Regions from separate parts of the Lactuca sativa genome. Here region 1 is linked to region 2. Evidence: chromatin contacts called from public Hi-C data. All regions are on one chromosome and are shown on one strand. The core of a region is the stretch at or near the end of the contact, and the rest is flanking DNA. Distances in the headings are between cores, read along the strand shown. Region 1 holds the start of LOC111905357 (U11/U12 small nuclear ribonucleoprotein 65 kDa protein). Region 2 holds the start of LOC111905354.

Region 1 (6,875 bases), core at 3,081-5,580, 130 kb before region 2:
TCGGACCCAAAAATCTCTATATCGGGTTTACAAATACACAAACCACGCTTTTTCCTTTTCGTTAGAACCAAGTGAAGGTCAGATGACGGTGACGATAGTGGTAACTGATACACAAGGAAAACCTTTTCAACCACCATGAAACAATTAAGAGAAAGTTACAATGTTTTCGTTGCTTCAGCCTTCGGTGTGTGATTCGCGGCGACGACGTGATTAGGGAAAGAGGGAAACAACCATCGAAATAGAGAAAAAAAGGGGAGATTCGATTGTGAAGATGAAGAAAAGAAGGTAGAAAAGAAAGGCGGGTTTTCAAAATTTTAGGGTTTCGTTTCCCCCCGTTATCTTCTCAAGGCGCGTTTCCTTAAAATTATAAAGCGACACCTACAGAAGACGCACGCTTAAGATAAAGCGCCCTCCGTGTTTTTAATTTTTTTTCTTGAAACACTAATTTAAGGGCACGCAAAAATGCGTGTCCACTATCCTTCAAATTTTGGAAGTCTGACAATATTTTTAAGGACGCCCAAAAATGCGTAACGTGAATCAGCGAGTGTCATTGTTTGCGCGTCATTAAAGGCTATTTTTCTTGTAGTGATGAGAGATAGGTGATGATAGAAAGGTGATGATAATTAGGTGAGGATAGATAGGTGATAATGAATCGATGATGTAGGATGAAAGATACTATAACCTTGTCCGTCGATAATTTGGAGATGTAGTCATCTACCAGAGTATAGATGGTGACCACGGACTATTATAGACAACCCCATGGAAACACCAGCAGGCTCATAACCTGTAGGTGATGAATTACGAGTTCAGGCGATGTTGTAACTACGTATTCATGCGATGATACTCTAACCCCTTACTATGAATTACGAGTTCAGGCGATGTTGTAACTACGTATTCATGCGATGATACCCTAACCCTTGTTGGGCATGTATTGAGGAAGTAATCCCTGAATCAATATTGTCTACGCGATGTAGGTAATGATCCTTAGGGAGAGTCCTTAGGAACAAACATATAAGGAAATGCGATGTAAGGAGACGAGAGGTAAATATGATGTAGGAGACGTCCCTTAGGATAAATCCTTAGGGAAGGTACTTAGGAATAAAGAAGATAACGGGGATGAATAATTGGGTTAATTGTTTGATGATTAAACATAATAATTGTATTATTGTGGGTTGAAAACCCTATGTACTCACCAGGTTACCAACCTGACCCACTCAGTTTACTTGTATCACAGGTGACGATGTGAAGTTACATTACACTGAGAGATTAAGGAGATATAGGTCACTAGTGTAAAATGAATGTAAGTTCTGTTTATGCTTATGTTTCTGTATTGACGATGACATCCCAAATGTTTTTAAAGGAATAAAAATACATTTTTTCGGAAATGCTTTGATAATGAAATTATCATGTTTTTCTGGGAACAAATTCCGCAACGTTTTTATTGAAAGAGATACTCTGATTTTTATAAAGTATAAACAAAAATCGGTCTTTTCTGGCCGTGAAAAGGGGGATGTCACAATATGTTGCCCATGCTCCGCATGGGCCGTGTGCGTCTGATTTGAGTGTTATTTTTGTTAAAAGTCGCAGGTGTGATAATTCGACCCCTAATTTTCACAGACGGAGACGGATATGTAGAGGCATAAAAAAACAATAAAATAAATATGCGGACCAATATATTAAAAATATACCAAAAAAAGAAAATGAGAGCCGGCAGAAAGTGCAACGGACAGGAAAAAACAATAAAAGTTAAATATGAGGACAAACCCGGACTTTGCCCCGGACCGTTTTGTGTGTTTTTTATGAAAAAAAAATATAAAAATTTAGACTGTAAGGACCAAAAATGTCAAAATGACTAAAAAATTAAAGGGTTGAAATTAGAAAGTTTTTAGAAAAGGGGCCGAAGTTGTCAATTCCTTAAAATTTTGTGGCCAAACTTTGAATGTTAAAAGGTTTCTAAAAAATGTAAAAATTTTGATTGGAAGGACAAAATGTGTCAAAATGACTAAAGAATAGGGGCAAAATTGACAAAAAGCATGTATATATAAAAAAAGGATCTTTTTTGCCAAATCCTTAGCGAAGTTAAAATGAGACACAACTATATATATAAAGGAAAGACCATTTTTATCAAATCTTTAACAAAGTTACTGTAGCTAAGGTAGGAGAATTTTAATATATATATATATATATATATATATATATATATATATATATATATATATATATATAGTTAGGTTATTTTGTTTTCACTATCTATTGTGTGCATGTATGATTGATTCTGGACCAATCATTTTAGTTATTTTAAGAAAATAATTAATGCATATTACATGTTGAAGATATAATGAGTATTAATTACATCTTCCGCATTTAATATGTATTAATTACTTTCTTAAAATAACTAAAATGATTGGTCCAGAATCAATCATACATGCACATAACAGATAGTGAAAACATTTGAGCCTAACTCTCTCTCTCTCTCTCTATATATATATATATATATATATATATATATATATATATATATATATATAGAGAGAGAGAGAGAGAGAGAGAGAGAGAGAGAGAGAAATATGGGATTTGACAATAAAAAAGCTACACTCACCGCTGCCAAACATGAAAGTAAGAAGAAAATCAAAGAAAACATTAAAAGATTAAACTGAAAGCAAAAAGAAATTCCATAAAACGAAAGCCGACAAATATTGGAGAAAACTATTATTTTATATTAGTGTGACATGTTTTTGGACGTTGATAACTCCATGGACTAGTTACCGCTTTATAAGTTTAATTATTTTTGGAACCATATCATTGTGTTAAAAAATTCTATCTTTTTTTTTTTATCACAATATGCAATATTCAACATTCACTGTCACGTCACCTCCATCAATATTAAGTTATACACGTTGATGTTAAACAATAGGGTCTTGCTGATAGGACTACGTTAGAAATGATTCGTGAATTTTACCGTGTACAAGATCGATCGTTGGTATTGAAAATCCCATTACCGATTTCAGAAGCCAAGGAAGGTAGAAAGTAGTGCTTTATAATATGCAAATTCTAATGATTACAATGTCCAAAGATATACAAGAGTTTTTCGGAATCAAAAATCAAGGTAGACGAGTATAACACTACATGAATGACCTAAAGTTGTTGAATATTACGTTTGACTTAATGGAAAGCTACATGTAGTTGTTTGAAGTTAACATAGACAATGCTTGTTTGCACTGTATGCAAGTCCGAAGCACTCGTGGGTATCACATATAAAGAAAGTATAATATGATTTTAAACAATCATATATAATTTGTTATGGTTGTCATGAATGATGCTACTCAAACATTAGTTATGGCCGCTACACCCCTAACATCCCTAATACATTCGAAACTATGTGACATGCCCAAACCAAAACACTATAGGCATGGTCTAATGGTTTTTGTCCACGAAACCCGATATGAACATTGAGCATCTATGTAAATCATCGGTAAAGTCAACTCAAAAATGTATAAATCTATATTTTTTGCAACATCAATTGTAACAAAATTTATAACTGCAATTAAACAATTTATATCTTAGAAAACTAGAAAAGTATTTTACAACACATCCTAGAGCCATAAAACATAACTAAAAATGGTCCGTAACATCTTTCTTGATGTTGGTAAAAGTTTTCCGGTTAGTTCTTTTAAGATTATAAAAGCAAACAGGTACTCACAAAGCTTTTTCCATGCATTTGAGGAACTCATTTTCAAATGTTAGAAAAAGCAATTCCAAATTCTTAGTTGTAAGTGAAAGAAATATAGAAAACAAAGGATGTGTTGTCAAAAGATTCCAGAATTTGTCCGAAATGTACAAAGATAGTCCGAAATGCACAATGTCAATTTGGAATGTATGCTTTCTAATTTCAAATTTTAAGTCAAAGACTCAAATCTCACCAACCACTCATCAATTCTGGAACTACCGTAACTACTTCGAAATGTGACGCTCTAGAAAATGGGACCATTTTCCAAAAACTGAAAAAAAAAATAATTTTGTTAATGATTGGTTTATAAGGACTAGTTCGGTTAACATCCCAAGAAAATATTGTTATAATTAATAAAAACTTAATAATCATAACTTAAATCTAAATAACTCAACAATATACAAGAATATTTTAAGTTATAATTTTATCTATTAATTCTCTACCAAAATTTACCAAACAATCGAAACGTTATATATTGTATATCCATTTCTATTATACAAGTATATAAGTACATAACTGTTGCATATAAAATACAGTAATTATTTTCAATCATTAACCCGAATACCAAATACCCCTAAATGCATGCTGACTTTTAGAAAAATCATGGCTTTCAAGTTCGATGTACATTTTTGTGGGGAAGAGGAAAATGATTGATTGCCAAGTTCAGACTTTCGTATTCCGATTGGGGTTCCAATAAGCCCACTCTAGAAGAAACCAATTTGGGCTGATCTTGATTATGAAATATTGAAATCTGCTGAGTCTTAGGCCTAAGGCCCGTAGTCTAGCATTGTGCTCGAGCTCGACTGCTCTCGTCAGTCTCGTGTTCCCTTTCTGTCTTCTTGATTCTACATTTCTACCGTTAGCTGTATATTTTGATCAACAGACACTCAATTTGCTATTTGGCCATCTGGGTGGAAATTTGTTAAGAAAATAAGCTTCGACTGTGTTTTACAGGTACGCCCCAAATTCAAATTCCCGCTAATTTTCTTTCTCAGAAATTGTAACTAGTTTGGTGGGATGGTGGTGGTATTGGGAATGGGGATGTGTTCTGCATGATGTATAATTTGCGTTTCAAGTTAGGGTTTTTTCCTTGCTTGTGATATATTTTTTGTGGGTTGATAGAACAGGGGCACACAAGGTGTTCGACGTATTGTCCATGAGAATCAATTGAGTAGGGTTTTGATTTTGATGCTCGCGCATTAGACATCCGATTCATGTTCTTCTCTCTTTCTGTATATGCGATTCAATTCAACCAAAGCTTTAAAAACAACAACTTATAATTGGACTCATCACTGCAGACGCTCTAATGGCAAATGTTCCACCTTTTCAACCACTACCTAATAATCCTCAAGGGATATACAATTATGCATTTCAAAACATGGGCGAAGTTTCAACAAAACCACCAGAAAAAGAAACATCTACTACACTCTTGATACGTCATCTTCCTGAAGCTATTCCCCATGATACCCTCACCCGTCTTTTTTCCCATTATGGTGCTTCTTCTGTTCGTCCATGCACTACTGGAAGGTACTGTGATTCACATTTTTCATAGCTTCATTGTCAACTGTTGAAACTTGAAAGATAAAATAATCTTAACTTAATGTTTTCTTGATTTCAGTTAATTGACATGAGTCTTATTAATGCAGGATGAGGAACTGTGCATTTGTTGATTTCAATAATGAAGGTTTAGCCACTCAAGCACAACGCCAATTAAATGGGTAATTAATTAACTAATTCAAAGCTTATAAATTTTTATATCTTTATAAAATTTTAAGTTATATAGCTGCTTAATATCCAATCAGGTTACGTTTTCTTGGTAAAGTCTTGTCAGTTGAGAGAGCTACAACATCACCACATGATACTAAAACTCAGCAAAACAAACCAAAGTTAGGGAACAACGCCATGTCAGCAAAGGATGAAGCTGATGTGGCCAAAGATTTGAAGCAAGAATCAGTGACCAAGTCCACGTCAGCATTTGAACCTATTGCTGAAAAACTTGGTGTGGAGTACCCTTTTCCTCCTCACCTTGAGTAAGTTTTCCTTGTTTTAATTTTTAATCTTTGTATATTAACTAACATTTGTAAAGTTCTTTTCTTTTTTTTAATTATTAAACTAAATTAATTACTTAACTTCAGATATGCATACCCTCCACCAGATGGGAATATCCTGACCAACATTTTAAATGCTCTCATTGCTGTTCCTCGCTTCTACACACAGGTGATATTTTTCATGCCTAAATTTGTCATTTTATGTTATAATACAATAATTATTTATATCACTTGTTTCTTTATAGGTGTTGCATTTGATGAACAAAATGAATATTCCAGCCCCATTTCGTGCAGCACTACCCACCCCACCCCTACCCCCTACCCACCCATCCCCACCCCCACCCCCTCCTGTAGTTGCACATCTCTCAAGTGGTGAATCAGAATTGGAGTCTTCAGATGAGGTAACTAATTGTCTAATTCCATTTTCATGTCAATATAATTATAATTATAATTTCACAAATACTTTATTTATACATTTTTAGGAAAATGTTGGAGGTAGGAGAAAGCGTATAAAACGGGAATCCATTGTGGGTCCCGCTGTTGACAAGGATGTAGCACATGAAGCTGTTGGATTGAGAGCTGCAACTTTAGTTCCTAAAGAGATTCCATTGATAAAAAAGAAGAATCCTGTGTTGCAGGTTTTTATTTACTATTTACTATTAACACTTTGTTTAATATCTTTTTTTTTTACTTGTTATGTTTCTTTTTTGTTACAGATTAAAATTACTCCTAAACAAACTCAAACTGAACAAATAGATGATGGAATAACAGAAGATGTAGAGGAGGTGGAGAATGAGAATTTAAGTAGTAATTCTTTTGCTAGTGTTGAAGATTTAGAGCATGGAAAATTACCCCCTGAAGAAATTTTATCACTTCCAATGTTTAAGGTAAACTGTAATTTTACTTTTTGTAGAGTAAATAAGATTTATATTTATTGTAGGTTTTACTTTTTTGCAGAATTATAATGCTGGAAATCCTGCTCCTGTGTTGTACATAAAAAACTTGTCAAAAGATGTGGTTGTAGATGACTTCTATTTTGTCTTTGGTAAGCAGTGATCAAAGAGGGAATGGAATTGAACATAACAATGGAATGTAATGAT
Region 2 (6,968 bases), core at 1,618-4,117:
AAAACCATATACTACCTCTTAAACCTTTATATTCATTTTATAGTCATTAACTCATAAAATAATCAAATGATTCAGTCAATTTATTCGGTTTAACAAAGAAACAACATTTATATCAAAAACCTTTTATCCACGTAGATATTTATATCAATAGATTTTATTAGTTCAATATTTAATACCAAAAAAAGAAACATATTTCATCTATTTTAATGAACTTTAGTTACTCATTTTACAATTTTAAATTCCTTTTTTTTCACCAATTTTGACCTCATTGGTCCTTACGCTAAATTATAGACCAAAATGGAAAATTTGAAATATACACAAGGATAAAAAATATACGCTAAATTTGTCCTCAACTCCTCATGCTCTTCTTCAACCTCCAATCCTTATATTTCGTTTTATTCTTCCCCACGTTCCCTCAATCTATGTCAATATGAAAAATTATATAACAGTGATTATGTCACTAAAATTCAATGTTACACTGTTTACTTTACCATTTTCATTGCCTCCTAAAATCAAGAATGAATGATAACTCGGCCAATCAAAACAATCAACATCAACAATAGCAACCCAAGTTAAATTCTTGAAGCATCTTTAACCCAATAGCAACTTTTGAATTTCGTTAGTATTCTCGTGTTTCTATGCTATGAACTTTTGTCGGATTTCCATTTTTTCCTTTGATTATAATTGCTCTGCATTTTTGTCGGATTTTCATATTTTCCATAAGTTAAAATTGCTTTGAATTTGAAGTTCACTACTAATATTTGAATTTCAAACTTTGATTAGTTTTTATGCTTTGGTTTGAGACTAGAAAGAAGGGAGTCAAGACCAATGTGCTACAACACCCATGGCAAAAACCATAAACGGGTGTTCAAATTTCTGAACTTTACATTCAAATTATCAAATTTTATATACAAGATAACAAGATAGAGCAAAATTTTGCAATTAGAAATCCCTCAGATTCGATAGAAAAAACTTGGTTTGTGCTTCAGCGATTCAACCCTCTCACTTTGCAAAAACAATTAATGTTCACTTTATCTAACTTTCTGCACATAAAAATATACAAAAAAACATAATGTGATATTAGACAAAAAGATAACGCCATAACAAAACGCATCAAATTATCACACCAAAATTAACCAATACCTGACTATATAAAACTTGGTGATGATGAATAAACCACACAACGATCATTTTGTCCGAAGTCAATGTCTAGTTTTTTCACAACTCCATGTTTCAGATCATAACTACACACACCACAATTCCGAATAGCAGTTTTTATGCACATCATATATCTCTTACTTATCAAGCTAGACATAGGCGTTATAAGAAAATCATCGTATTCTCCAAAAAAGCAATTCGGAACAGTTAACTCCAACTTCTCCCACTTCATCTTCTCAAAATCTTTTAAAATCCACATGTCAGTTTGTTCAAAGGAAACTTGATGAATAAGAGTGAGAAAACCACCCATTTCAAAAACAGTGTATCTGAAACTAAATTCAGGTATAGGAAGACTCATTCGGATCATCTTCTCTTTCACCATATCCATGGAAACCAGGTACCCTCCATCACCATGAACATCCCAGTGAATGTATCTCGCTTGAACTGAAACTGGGTAACCCCAAGAACCCCACCCTTCATCCATGCAAGAAGGAATTTCAATCTTTTTCCACTTTGAGGAGAAACGAGAGAGAATGTTTCTTTTCAAGATAAGAATATGGCATTGCATTGGTGGACCTATAAACATGTGAAGCACTTTGTATACTCCTTTAAATCCATCAAAGGAAAGGGAAACTCCACATTCGTAGGTGTAGCGTCCTCTACAATATGTGCATGAAGGAAGATATGATCCTTCCTTTGTGATTAGGTTAAAAACGTATTCTTTTCTTTCTTGATTTGTTATCAGAAGAAACTCGTTACACCATGACATTACCCATCCTTTCTTAGGTAAATCCAGGTTTTTCTCTTTTAGTTCTAGCTCTTGTTGTTCTTCTCTTATGTCTACATGTCGCACTGTGGGTTTACCGAATTCTTGGAAGATAAAGGAAGTGTGGTCTAGTAAGAGCCCATTGGTGATTACATTGAAAAATCGTCTGCAAATGTGCTTAGCTTTATAACGAAGGAAATCATCAGGAAGTCTTTTGAGGATTTCTATAAGGATATCGTCTGAAAGAAAATCAAAGCAGTCAACTTTCTGTTTCTTTCTTGTCATTTGTTCATCATCTTCAGACTGTTTCCTATACGCGTTTGTTGCCAACTCTATCGCCTTCTGATGCAAAATAGTATATATTACAAGCTGTTCATCTTCTTACAACATGGATTCTGAAACGCAAGGTTAACTGATGTAAACTAGGAGTTATATCGATCATATCTAGAATCTATAATCGATCCATGGGATTAAATTCAATAAAAGAATGGGTGTGTACACATTAACGCTATCGAATTCTCATAAAGACTCGATGCATATACTGCAAGATTAAATACAAAACGAAATTGCATAATTTATGATTCGATCAACAGACATTTGTGTCGAATTGCAAGATAAGAAGGGCAATTTCACATCGTGAACTCTCAAGATGAAATAAATAAACGAAAGATGTACATAAGAAGCGATATTGACGAAGGTGATGAGAAAAAAACCTGTAGGACCTCGTTTCCATAAGAGAAGAAATCGATCATCATCGTCGTTAGGTTTCCAGTTAGTATTCGGAAGAAATGAGGATGTTCTAGGGTTCAATCGAGCAGAGCTGGGGTTTATCAAAATCTCATTACACTTTAGAAACAAAATTTGTAATTCGACGACTATCGCAACTAACATGCGTCAAGGGCGGGTGGACTTAAAAACCTGAATATGATGTCGTGGAATGTTACATTTTATAAGAGGAATTTTTTATTATGTTGTAGCTTTCCTTTGTCTATATAATTTTAAAGTTGGGGATTTTGTCTATTTGCAGATTTGGTCATTATCATAAATGAAAAAATTATTCATTAAATAAGATATTAACGTTTATTGTAAACCAAACCTGAATGATGTAAACCAAACTTGAATGATGTAAACGGAAACAAGAAAAACATAATCGAACGATATGGACCAAATCGAAGCCACGATACAACAATCAAAATAGTTAGTCGAAACCTCCTAATGTTACTAGACCTAAACCATACATCGGTGCAAAACTTGAATTTTCATAGCAAATATATGGTGCAAATAGAGATAACGAAATGGTGTTTGTTGATTCTTGTGTCTAACTTTTCTATGTACTATACGATAGTATTTAGGAAAATTAACCATATATTTATTGCAACAACCCAATTTCCAACAAAATCTTTTCTTTTCATCATGTCCATACTAAATTTCCAAACACAAACAACCCTTCAACCAGCAATCACCACCCACACAACCCTCGGTAGGAATTGTTTTTAGAGCTGTAAAAGTGCAATATCAATTCTAAACTATCTATAAGTTTTTCTTTTTTCTCTAGTAAGACTAGTTTCTTGCTAGAGTTTTGTTTTTAATTCAAGTTAGTTGTTTCTAAAAAAAAGTGCAGTATCAATTGGAGATGGGCCATGTTTTCATTTTTGAGAAACCATGGGAGATTTCAAAAAAAATATCCAAATAGGTTCACATTCCAACGTCATCGGAAACACAATCGAAGAGGCCACAAAATTCGAGTCGTGTTGACATTTCCGATACACGAACTTACTTCAACCTTAACATTGAGACAAATGAAATTTTAGATGAACTTGCAGAGGTCTCCCCTCAGCAACCGGTGGGAAGGAACAAGGCAAAGCAAGCGGCTAAAATTTTTAGAGGATAGTGAAAGGAAATCGAAGCCTGTGACATATATAGAAGAGAAATTCAAGAAGCATATAGTAGCAGGGCGTAGGCGCGTAGCAAATATAGGGCAAGAGTGGGCCTTGGCCCACCCACACAAAATTAAGGTTTTATATATATATATATATATATATATATATATATATATATATATATATATATTTGTTATATAAAAAAATTAGGATTATGATATGGTATATTCCATTCAAAACTTGAAATTAGTAGAAGAGAATACATTATTTCTATGTCTATCCATTTTAGATTATTTTAATGATGTAAGACGGCATAATGTGCAACTTAAAATAAACAATTTAGTTAAGAATGTATATATAGTTATATTTTGTTATCGCTTGAAGAATTTTGTCACTCGTTCATATTTTATATATTATTTGTCATACCCTAATACAAAATCATGGGTACGCCACTGCGTAGTAGTGCAACAAGAGAGAAATGCATTGAGACGTGAGCACTTAGAAATTCTTCGATGACGAGAAGGGGGTTGAGAAGAAACAAAGAGAGTGAGAAGAGGCAACCCAACAGCAACAAGAACTCTTCAATGATCTGATAATTCTAAGGATGAGAACTACAGGTTTGGCGCCCAAAGATCTTGAGGTTTTGCTAGCGTCTAAGGCAAAGATTCGAGAAAATGTTATGGGCAAAATTTAAATTGGTTATCGTTGTATGTTTTTTATTTATCGTAATATTTTTTTAATGTCTTGTAATGTCTTTATTTTCAATTAAAATGTATTGTTTTTGTGTAAATATTATGTTCAACAAAATTATATTTTAAAAAATTATTTAGTTTATTTATTAAAAAACGAAAAAAAAAAATGACATGAAAATTAAAATGGTGTGTTGTGTGGTAGGGATAAGCATTTGGACCTCCCGATTGGACGAAATCGAGACCAAACCCAGTTTATTAGATTAGGACCGGTTCTCGGTTCTTTGTATTCATGAAAAAGGTCCGAATACAAAGCAGGCTGGTCGAGGTACAAACCATTTACTCTCATCCCTACTCCTCCTGATCACTATGCACATCCCAAATCAGATTCAAGCACATCAAAAATTAAAAGTTACAAAAAAAAAAACCACACAACAAAAATCTATCAATAAGTCTTACATAAGCTGCGACATTTGTGGGTGAGACCGTGAGACAATCGACATGTGTGCAAGTTATAGTATTATAGATGAAGTTAGATTTGATTCAAAGTTCAAACAAATGATATAAACAATCATAAATTATTTTTTTATCTAAAACAAACAATTAAACAAAACATTATATTTTTAATCTAAAACGAACAATCAATCCAAAAAAACATAATCGTTCTAAGCCTCGTAACAAATAAACTAACTTCGGTAGCGCTTCAACGACTTGTACCACTACCATATGCACCTAAAGTTATACCGGCCCGGGTACAAAAACCAGAAAAACCCAGACACAGTAAGTCTCAACAACCAGTCCACGGTCTACCCATTTCTGTCAAACCAGTTCGAGGTCCAAACATTCAACCCGTGACTATGCAGTGACCATTTCTTTGTAAAAATGAAATGATGTGGAGAATGACATGACATGTGATGTGATAACAAAAAACGGTATGTAGAGAATGACCCATACCCACTTGCCTAGTAAAGTTTCTTTTTAAAAAAAAGAAAAGGAAAAACTATATGAGATTGCTCGTTAATAAGCTCAAGAGACTTTCTTTTATGTGTTTTCACATTTTCCATGAGATACTTTCAACTAAAACCTAGTTATCTCAAGAAGATGAAAGTGTATAAGTTGATTATCACTTATCATCACAAGTATTTTAGTTATTGTGAAAGTAATGGGTGAGAGTAACATTTTCTTTAACAATTATTAATCATATAGTCCAACAGAAATTTATTGACATTATCAATCATTTAACAAACAACGAGGGCAACGACACTCAAATCCAAACCCATTGGACAAAATATTTTGTCGAGCATCACGATCCATACTTGCATCAATGTAACATATCCGCAACTCTTCACCTGCCACATCATCAAACAACTTCTTAATAACATAATAGACATCAGACAAAATCTTATACTGTGTTTGACATGTATTGGACTCTGACTCTGACCTGCTTCAATGTCTCTCAAAGCTTTCAATCGTGCATCCACATTTTCCACCCAAACTATGTGCGAATTAGGATCTATATCATAGAAAATCAAGAAACTACATCAAATACTAATTTTCATTTTATAATAATTTTGTGTATATCAAGGTCTTACCACAGTCATGATTATAAAAAGATGGAAGAATATAAACAGCATTGCCAACAGCAGCTTCTGATTCTACTGATAAAGCTGCTGATGCAAGTAGATCTTCATAAGAACAGCCTCCAGCTAACTCAATACGAAAAGCATTGATACGAATTCTTGCAAGTACTCCAGAATACCATTCGATAGTTAAAACTGTTGATAATATATAGTCAATTAGTCAAAGTTAATTCAAAACGTATAGTTTAAGATAATAAGTTAACTGAAAATCAGCATTTAGAAAAAGACTGTGAAGTTACATTTTAGTTGTTTGCTTGTGATGCCTGAAGCTTCTAGTGCACTTTTCAATAAACCAAGCTCCTCTTCCATCTGGGAAATGTTTAAAAGAATGTGTGAGAAAATATGGTTAATTAGTTGACATTTTATAAAAATAACAAGGCTTTATGTGTTATATTTACCTGTGAGATCATTTGAGGAGACAAAAGGGCAGGTTGAAGTATGTCTAGAGAATTTGCAGAGGTTATTCCGGATAATATCATGCAGGCTAATCGTTTAGCAAGAAATGGGTATTTCAAAGCCCGGGTTCTTTAAGAGAAAATAATCAAAGAGAAATTATCATCTGATAAATGCAGATATGAAATACAGGCTAAAACTATTGGAAAATAAAAGAGCGAGAATATGGATGATCCTTACTGACAATGAGCAACAAATGCTGACCAATCAGCTTCCTTTTCAACTTCATAGAATCCCTAATGAAATCAGCATGAGTGAATGAGAGTTTGTAGGATTGCAATAAGCATTGGTGAATTTGAAAATTAACAACTACTTTGACATCGAAAGTGAATGTGCAGTTATTTTGGGGATAACATGGTAACAAAATGATCGATTAAGGTTT

Evidence for each region. A called contact is a pair of places that touch in the nucleus more often than the background predicts.
Region 1: a contact with region 2 is called in a Hi-C map of seed, with 4 times the contacts expected there. The contact joins the promoter of LOC111905357 here to the promoter of LOC111905354 in region 2. A contact is called at or near these places in 2 of 4 Hi-C or Micro-C datasets (leaf and seed).

What each region holds. Positions count from the first base shown.
Region 1 is chr6:54,280,419-54,287,293 of Lsat_Salinas_v11, reverse strand. LOC111905357 (U11/U12 small nuclear ribonucleoprotein 65 kDa protein) reads left to right here and starts at 4,330. Exons shown (of 13, transcript XM_023901051.3): 1 at 4,330-4,681; 2 at 4,850-5,254; 3 at 5,374-5,445; 4 at 5,530-5,757; 5 at 5,863-5,944; 6 at 6,021-6,176; 7 at 6,258-6,413; 8 at 6,492-6,662; 9 at 6,733-6,820. The coding sequence starts at 5,034.
Region 2 is chr6:54,143,949-54,150,916 of Lsat_Salinas_v11, reverse strand. LOC111905354 reads right to left here and starts at 2,867. Exons shown (of 3, transcript XM_042895741.2): 1 at 2,638-2,867; 2 at 1,144-2,319; 3 at 773-1,043. The coding sequence starts at 2,209. The coding sequence ends at 1,148. LOC111905355 (histone-lysine N-methyltransferase ATXR4) reads right to left here. Exons shown (of 7, transcript XM_023901049.3): 2 at 6,767-6,822; 3 at 6,532-6,658; 4 at 6,373-6,442; 5 at 6,086-6,268; 6 at 5,935-6,006; 7 at 5,661-5,842. The coding sequence ends at 5,724.